3 separate regions of the Hordeum vulgare genome follow, and all the other regions are linked to region 2. The links are chromatin contacts, called in public Hi-C maps. All regions are on one chromosome and are shown on one strand. Each heading gives the region's core, a stretch centred on a gene start, on an enhancer-like site or on the middle of the called end of the contact. The rest is flanking DNA. Distances are from core to core; before and after follow the strand shown.

What was found. A called contact is a pair of places that touch in the nucleus more often than the background predicts.
Region 1: a Hi-C map of leaf shows a contact between it and region 2, with 2.2 times the contacts expected there. The contact joins the enhancer-like site here to the promoter of LOC123442893 in region 2. A contact is called at or near these places in 2 of 6 Hi-C or Micro-C datasets (leaf and seedling).
Region 3: a Hi-C map of leaf shows a contact between it and region 2, with 3 times the contacts expected there. The contact joins the promoter of LOC123439479 here to the promoter of LOC123442893 in region 2. A contact is called at or near these places in 3 of 6 Hi-C or Micro-C datasets (leaf and seedling) and 1 of 1 datasets of contacts at active chromatin or transcription factors (embryo).

Annotation. Positions count from the first base shown.
Region 1 is chr3H:43,185,127-43,187,895 of MorexV3_pseudomolecules_assembly, reverse strand. No RefSeq gene overlaps it. Among protein-coding and RNA genes, the nearest start is that of LOC123442890, 97 kb to the right of the region's middle. Within about 2 kb of position 1,390, at least 2 of the 3 cell types and tissues checked have open chromatin away from gene starts, as enhancers often do. A contact at or near this core is called in leaf, where this site is marked.
Region 2 is chr3H:43,637,830-43,640,529 of MorexV3_pseudomolecules_assembly, reverse strand. It overlaps LOC123442893 (protein ALWAYS EARLY 3-like), which reads left to right and starts at 1,346. Exons shown (of 16, transcript XM_045119070.1): 1 at 1,346-1,585; 2 at 2,617-2,700. The coding sequence starts at 2,653.
Region 3 is chr3H:43,287,147-43,289,846 of MorexV3_pseudomolecules_assembly, reverse strand. LOC123439479 (protein IQ-DOMAIN 6-like) reads right to left here and starts at 1,416. Exons shown (of 5, transcript XM_045116191.1): 1 at 1,087-1,416; 2 at 287-577; 3 at 1-203. The coding sequence starts at 1,158.

The sequences.
Region 1 (2,769 bases), core at 141-2,640, 450 kb after region 2:
TCATTATGGTGTAAATCTCCGGGCAAACGTCACGGTCTCCACTTAGATTGTGGAGATTGCCCCGAGCAATTTGCACCTCGAAGCCACAATGCATTGTGGCGAATCTTTGTGGTGGTGTTGAGAGTCTCCAATTAAGTTGTGGAGATTGCCTCAATCTTGTTTATAAAGGTTCGGTTGCCGCCTTTTAAGAGCACCACTAGTGAAATCGTAACATCTTGCACTGTGTGAGGGCGTGAGGAGATTACGGTGACCCCAATGGCTTTTTAGGGTGCATTGTGCCTCCACGCCGCTCCAAACGAAGATCAGCATCTGTAAGACTATGAACTTCGGGATACACCATCGTCTCCGCGTGCCTCGGTTATCTCTTATCTGAGCTCTTTACTATGCACTTTACTTTGTGATAGCCATTGTTTCTTGATATATATTTTGCTATCACTTAGTTGTTTATTTTGCTTAGCTTAAGTTGTTGATGTTCATAGATGAGCTTAATTATTTTAGGTTTTGTGCTTGAGTAATTAAACGTTAGTTTTATTTTGTAATTGTTTAAGTCTTAACCATAATTATTTTAAAGCATATATTCATATCTCTCCTCCTCCTAGTCGACATCCATGTTCTTTCACTAATACATCTATGGATTTTTTAAAGAACCAAAGGAAAAAATCTGGAATTTTATTTCAGCAAGATAGGCGTACGGCTGGAAACATCCCTTCGACTTATTAGTGGCTTCGTCACTGATGCTAGAACGTCATTTCTCTGTCAACCTTTTTTTACGGAACGTCTCTTGAATTCATGAATGGATTTGGCGCTACATTTTTTTTGTTTGAGGGAAATTTGGCGCTTCAGTTTGAACGAACATTTCTGGGACATCCTATGTGGCGCCTCAAGCGCCACCAGGGAACGGGCGCCTGCATCGGCCCTCTTCTTGGGCCGGCCCATATTAAATTCCTTGGTTATTAAAAAAGTATAAAAAGTTTACAGAATTTTTAAAAAGTTCAGATTTTCCAAAAAAAATCTATAATTATGAAAAACAAGTTCACCGATTTTTGGAAATATGTTCACGATTTTTCAAAAAGTTCACAGAATTCAAAAAAAATGTCATCGATTTTGAAAAAAAGTTCATCAATTTTTAAAAATAGTTCACTGATAGCGAGAAATGTTCATGATTTTTCAAAAAAGTTCATCGATTACAAAAAAAGGTTCATCGATTCTAAAAAAAAAGTACAACTATTTTCAAAAAAGTTCACCGATTTCAAAAAAGGGTTCACGCGCTAAAATAGTTCACGGCTATAAAAGTTCATAATGAATATCTAGACAGGCCGACTCATTACAGAGCGTTGCAGGGGCCGGTTAGTACATTTTGCCTTTAACCGGCGTCTGGGGCGTTAAATAGGGTTTGTCAACATTTCCTGTTCGGCACCTTCAGCATTCTCACATAAACGGACGCTGAAGGTGCTCTTACCTGGGCCGGCCAAACAAATTGCATGCTGCCAACTTTAAACTCGCAACCTCACAATTGAATGGACTGCGAACTACCACTCGGATATAGGTTGTGAAATACTTGCTTTTTTATTTCATTTTATTTCTTTCTGCAATACATGTTTTTTTCCTGTAATTTTTTATCTGGTTTTCCTTTACCATTTCCCTTTTTATTTTTCCTTAAAATGCATGGATTATTTAGTATTTATGAAATTTTTCTTCAAACTAGATGAACATTTTCTCCAAAATCTATGAACTTTTATTCATATTCGTCAACCTTTTTCTAGTTCATGAACAATTTTTTTCAAATTCATGAAAAGTTTTTTCTATAATACATGAACTTTTATTCAAATTTCTGAATTTCAAAATCAATGGAGTTTTTTCAATTTTATGAACTTTTCTAAAATATTGATGAGAATTTTCCATAATTTATTATTTTTATTCCTAATTCAATGAACATTTTTCTAGTTGGATGATAATTATTTGAATTTGATGAATTTTTTTAATGATGTTGTACTTCTATCAAATTCAATTAATTAAATAAATCAATGAACCTTTCTGAAAAATCCATGAACTTTTTGGCAAGTTCTTGATTTATGTCAAAATTCGTGAACTTTATGAATTCACGTGTTGTTTTTGTTTTTGCTGAATTATTTCATTTTTTGTTTTTTCGCTATCGCTAATTTATAAAGTATTCATGTAATATTACTCTATGTTTACAATACATATATATGATTTTGATGCATTTTGTATGATTTAATTAGAACTAACTTGGAATGACGTTGTTTTTAGCAGAATTATCATGGTGCTATTTTTTGTGCACAAAATGATAGTTTTTGAAATCGTTCGGAACTTTTTAATTATTTTTTGTAGAACATATAAGAAATATTGGAGCGAAGAACCACCACAGGTGAGCCACCTATGGGCCATGTTGTGTGGTGGTCCCCATATGGATCCGTTGGCGTAATTCCAACAGTGAGAAATCCTATATATATACCAAAATCCTCAAAAGATTAGGAGAGAACTTCCGTTCCGCCGTTGTGACTCTCCGTATCGAATAAAACCTATCTAGAGCCTTTCGAGTACCTTGTCGGAGGGGCAAATCATCTCCGGTGGCCATCGTCATTATCCGAGCGGAGGACATGATGAGGAGGGAGTATTTCACCCTTGGGGCTATCTAGTTCCTTGTCAAACTTTCCGATGAACCTGTAAGTTGTCGTTATGATCACCTAGTTACAGATGACGTTTGAGCAACCCCAAAGCTCATCGTACGGTAAGAAGTGATCTAATGGT
Region 2 (2,700 bases), core at 97-2,596:
AGATGGTGAAGAAAATATCGATGGGAGGGACCGAGCCCTAAGCCATGTAATAATAAAGGAAATCATCCAAAGGGTCTCAAGCCATCCTTGTTGGATCTCAAGGGGAGTAGTGAGAGAACATAACATGATAGATGCTAGAGAGATGTAGCTAAGAGGCTAGCAACATACATGAACCTAATTGGAGAAAAGGATAGGGGATAAAAGGGATAAGAAAGAAAAGAACATGAAGTTAGGCCTCAGACCCAGTAACTCTCCACCTCCGAAAATGCTACCACCACGATGACATTCAGATTGCAGAGAACATGAATACGAATATGAGAATCAACAACAACACCAACCCAAGCCCGGCGCAGGGCCCGGATCTGCTTCCTCCCGGCCTTGCCGAATCCTTCTCCAACCACCATGGATGAGATGAGTGGAGGAAGGAAGAAAGATACACGATCCGGTTCATTATTTGAGATAGGTAAAACACAACCACTTGGGATGCAGAAAACATGGTGAGTATAGGCATGGCGGGGTCAGGGGATTGATCCCCTCTCCCGCCTCCTCGTCGGTCGACGAAGCCAACATGGAAGAGAGGAGGAGGAGCATGTTGAGGAAACGAGGAAAGAAAACTCAAACGCAAGAGAAGATAGATAAGTGAGAAAAGAGGAATGGCTCCCCCATGTCGATGAAGTTTTAGGAAGTGTTTGAATCCCAACTCAATGTCCTAATAACGTAATAAGTTTGTAGTTTTTACACAACCTCTTGAATTGTAGGACACATTTGGTCTATAGTCATGTTTTACTTTGCCACACGCATTGGCTGAGCATTGTTTGTTTTATGGGTCATTGTCGCGAATGTGTCATACTTTATTAGACCACTTCCTCACATTGTTGTATACTCTCGTATTTTCAAAACCATGTAACGGCTCTGGCAACGGAATTGTCTTTGAAACGTCGTGCGGCTTCCCGCGGTTTAGCGCTAGAAAAAGCGCGGCAAACTCTATTCGGCCAAGAACCAAACGCGTCCTCAAACTTTCCACGTAACATAATAACCATCTAGCATGGGGGCATCGCTGCAAAAAAAAAAACAATTGCCATGTGTTTTTCTTTCTTCCCCACCAACCAAAACACACCTTCGAAGCCGAAGCGGCGGCCCAACAAGGCCCAGGCCGCACGGCGTCCCTGAAACCGAAACAACAAGCACTTCCGTCGCAGACCCTAATTTTCAAACGGGCAAACTTGCGTTTACCCCCCCGAAGCCCCACCCACCTCGCACATCCGCCCTCCCACCCGGGCTTCCCTTCCCTGCTCGGCTCCTCCTCCTCTACTTGTATCCTGCGCCCGCCAAGCCAAGCCAAGCCTTCCCCACAGGCAAACACAACCGACCACCTCGCCCACTCGCCGCCTCCTCCCTCGCCCCCGATCAGCCTCCGCCGCGGGGACCCCCAGCGGCGCGTCTCCTCCCCGGTGGACGCGGCGAGGCCGAGGGCAGCAGGCGCTACGTCCCCGGCCGTCGGTCGTCGTCCACGCGCGCGGTGCAGGGGCGTCCGAGCTGCGCGTGAGGCGCTGCCCGGGCGCGCTTCTCCCCAGATCCGAGGCAGGTGAGCTTCGCCCGCGGATTGGTTGGTTGAATTTCGCAGGGTGTCGGCGTAATCTCCGGTGAGATGGGTTTTCCGTCGGCGGCCGAGGCTTCCCGGCTGGGATTTCCGCCGTGGGCTTTGGGGCGATTTTGCGGGCAATCTGTCGTGTTTTTGCTGTTCGGTTCGTCATATCCTGGCGTGTTTTCGCTTCATCCTTCACGGATTTCTCCTCTCTCTCTCTCTCTCTCTCTCGGTGGTTCGGTCGCGTCTGGGAGGTCTGTGGGGGCGTTTTTGGGCTGCTCTTGGGGAAGACGCGATGGGGAATTTTGCGGGGCTCTGACTTGCACGTTTTAGATGGTCTCTTCTCTACGAGCAGATGTGTGCTTCGGCCGTTTAGAATTTTTTAGAACCAGTTCCCGTGGAAGATTTGATTGCGAGGTTTGCCTGGGCGCTTGGAACTCTGAGATTTATGGGTCCAAGTCGTTTCGTTTGTTGAGGTTCTGAGGGGATTTCACCCGTGATTTTTGTGCGCCCCGATCTCTGATGAGATGTCCCCTCGGTTGCGCTCTGCTGTTACGATTTTGGCTTGGATTTTTGCCACATGTTTCCCCTTGCCTCTCCGATTAGTATCTGCGAATTTATTTATTTTTACCAATTTTCTTCTTCGTTTCCAGTCATGGATTAATTCTGTCATCGACTTGCAGATCTTATCTAACTCGCTATTGCTTACATTGCTATGGACAACCAAGGGTTTTGGCTACGGGCCATCAAAATTCACCCTTTTTTGGGTACTAACATGGCTAGGAGATTCAAAGTCTGTGTGATTCCCTGATTAAAGCTTGCGAAGCGTGGATTTCCTAAATGAAATCCTCTTCAGCTTTGGTTCTTAAGTAGGTCTAGATGATGTGGTTGAACTCTTCATTATGGTCTCCTTCCCTGAAGCTGATAACTTCGTTGCCCAAATCTGACTAGTGAATACTGTTTAATTGCATATGTATTAAGTATATGCATTATAAACTACTGCATACTGAGGTTGCTTTTCTGGCTTGCAGCAATATTGGGTGGGTCTCTGTTCAAAGACGATTTCAATGGGTCCAGCAAAAGGTTCTCGGACAATCCACAAGATCACAATAAAA
Region 3 (2,700 bases), core at 167-2,666, 350 kb after region 2:
TTGGTGCGGCGAGCCTGGATGAGCTTCTGCACGGCCTGGCCCTCGGTGGACATGCGCACGCGGCGCGCCCGGATGCGCGCCTGCACGCGGACCAGCGCCTGCATGCACCGGAGCGTCACCGCCGCCTGCTTCCGCACCTGCCGGCCGCGCACGATGGCCTGCAGCCGCACCAGCCCCTTGAGCGCCCGCAGCGCCCGCCGCGCCTGCAGAAACACAAACACTCAGCGTGCAATCCAGAGCGCGCGCAGTCGCCGTGCAGATGCAGCCCGAGAAGAGTGGTTGGTACCAGGAAGCCGCGGAAGGCCGTCTGGATGCGGATGGCGGCCCACTCCTGCCGGACGGCCATGAAGTCCTTGGCGGGCGCGCGGGCGACGGTGGCGAGGGCGGCGGTGAACATGTCGGCGGCGGCGGCGGCCAGCGAGGAGGCGTCGTCGGAGGCCTCGGACGCCGCGGACCGTTGGCTGCCGCCTCTGGAGCCGCGCCACAGGGAGCCGTGGTCGCCGGAGGAGGTCCTCCACAGCCTCCACTTCCGGCCCTTGCCTCCAACTCCAAGCACGGACGGAACTAGCAGCTTGCTCTGTAGGAGAAGCAGAGGAATGAGGGGATGTCGGGCATTGTTACCGCAAGAGATTTGAAGCTCGGCATGAACACTCAGATGAGATTAACCCAAGGAGATTGAAAAACAAGAAGCCTATTTTGAGCCAATCATAACCCTGCTTCGGCGGGTCGTGGTAGGAATACTTGTGAAGGGAAGCAGCAAGAAAGTACAATCAAGTCAAGGGGGGATGAAAAGCACTGTTGGTATTTGCATCTTGATGACGACACATGTGCGCAACAATGAAAAGAGACATCGCGTGGGCATTAGGGAGCAGTGGATTTTTGCCGGCAATGGGGTTAGGGAAACCAATCTTGGTGTCATCTTAATTTCTCCTGCTTCATCTATTTCGGGAAAAACACGAGCTCTAGATGCAGCTAAACCAACAAAAATCAAGTGCGAAACGGAATGTTTCTGCACATCCAATCAAAGAATCGATGGAGAGAGCAAGAAGCGCAGCGGCCATGCCGCGAGTCTGCGGGTGGCCTCACCTTGATGCAATCCTCCCTGTCGGGCTTCTTGAGCCCTATGAGCGACTTGACCCACTTCCCGGACCCTCCCATCTCCCGCTCCTCCACGCCAAGAACAGCACCAGAGCGGCGGCCGCCGGAGAGAAGGAAGGAGAGAGTCTCGAGGAAAGAAACGGCAAGAAGGAGGAGGAGAGCGAAGGAGGCGGGGCGGAGCAGACAGGTGTGTGCGACTGCGTGCGCGTGCGCTTCCGAGAGAGCCCGGTGTGGGGGGCTTTGCAGTGGCAGTGGAGTGGCAGTGGCAGAGAGGAGGAGAGCGTTGGCTTGACGTTGGGGGAATGGCCGGGTGGGATTTGAAATTCGAAATGGAGGGAAGGGAACTGCCCGAAGCACACGCATGCAATGCTGCCAATGCATGCAGCAAAAGCCAGCCAAAGCGAGCTCGTCGTCGCGGCCACGACCGCCGCTTTGTTTAATCACCCATCACTCGCTAATCACCCAAACAAATACATACCAGCACTGCTACTGCTACTGGACAAAAAGGAGAAGCGAAGAAGAATGCAAAAATAGGATACTGTACTAGCAATGCGGTTGGGGAGCACAAGAAGGATCCTATGTGAATTTTTCAGAGTAAAAATTTTGAGGTTCCCCCCTCCCGTCCATCACTCGCTTCGTTTCACGTCGCATTGGATTCTCACTTCACTCCACTGTTCCAGTTTTTCTTCTTTTTAACCGGTTGCTGTTGTTGGGCGTGGCGACATGTGTGGCGCGGCCATAGGAGCGCGCTCTGGTTTCGTTTGGTCCCGAAAAATGTCTCGCGTTTCGTCGCGTCGGGAACGGCGCCGGCGGGGAGAGGGGAGAGGAGCGGGGCACGCAACTTTGCCCGTCTTTTTCTGGGTCCTTGCGAAAGCCGGCCGGGTGTGCACTGTGCAGTCCTGCGTGTGCGCGTGAGCTGAGAGAGTGAGTGCAAGAAAGAAAAGCTGGCACTGGCACTGGCACCGGCGGTTTGCGGTCAGTGGACTGCCCGTCCGGTCCGGCTGACGACCATTGCCCGGGCCGGCGTCTCGTTGCGCAACGCAAGTGCGCGATGCCGGGTGGATACGGTGGTCACGTTTTTGGCGCTTGCGGCCTCGTCCGTCCTGGGTTTGGGGCTGGGGTTTGGATGGAACGGGTCAATCGGGTCCGGTTGCGTATCCTGTGATCGTGTGGTCCTTTCTTTACCTTTGTGCGTGGATTTGGCACTTTGGGGGTTTGTTTGGGGTTTGGCGATGCTCTCTCTTTCACCCTCTCTCTCTCTTTGCGGCAAATAGCAGTACTGGCACACATTTGCATACGATCAGGAAAAAACAACAAGAAGAAAGGTAAATGGTGTTATTGTGTAGAGAAGCTGGATATGCACAAAGCATATGACCGTGTTGAATGGAATTTCCTACGGAGTAGAGTATGCTGCTGCGCTTGGCTTTTCACGAGTTTGTGGAGCTTCTCATGGCTTGCGTTTGTCCAGTGAAATACAAAGTAAGGTTCAAAAATCAGGAGACAAACTCTTTTATTCCTGAAAGAGGGCTCTGCCAAGGAGACCCTCTTTCCTCCTATTTATTTCTGATTTGTACGAAAGGTTTGTCAAGTCTTGTGACTCAT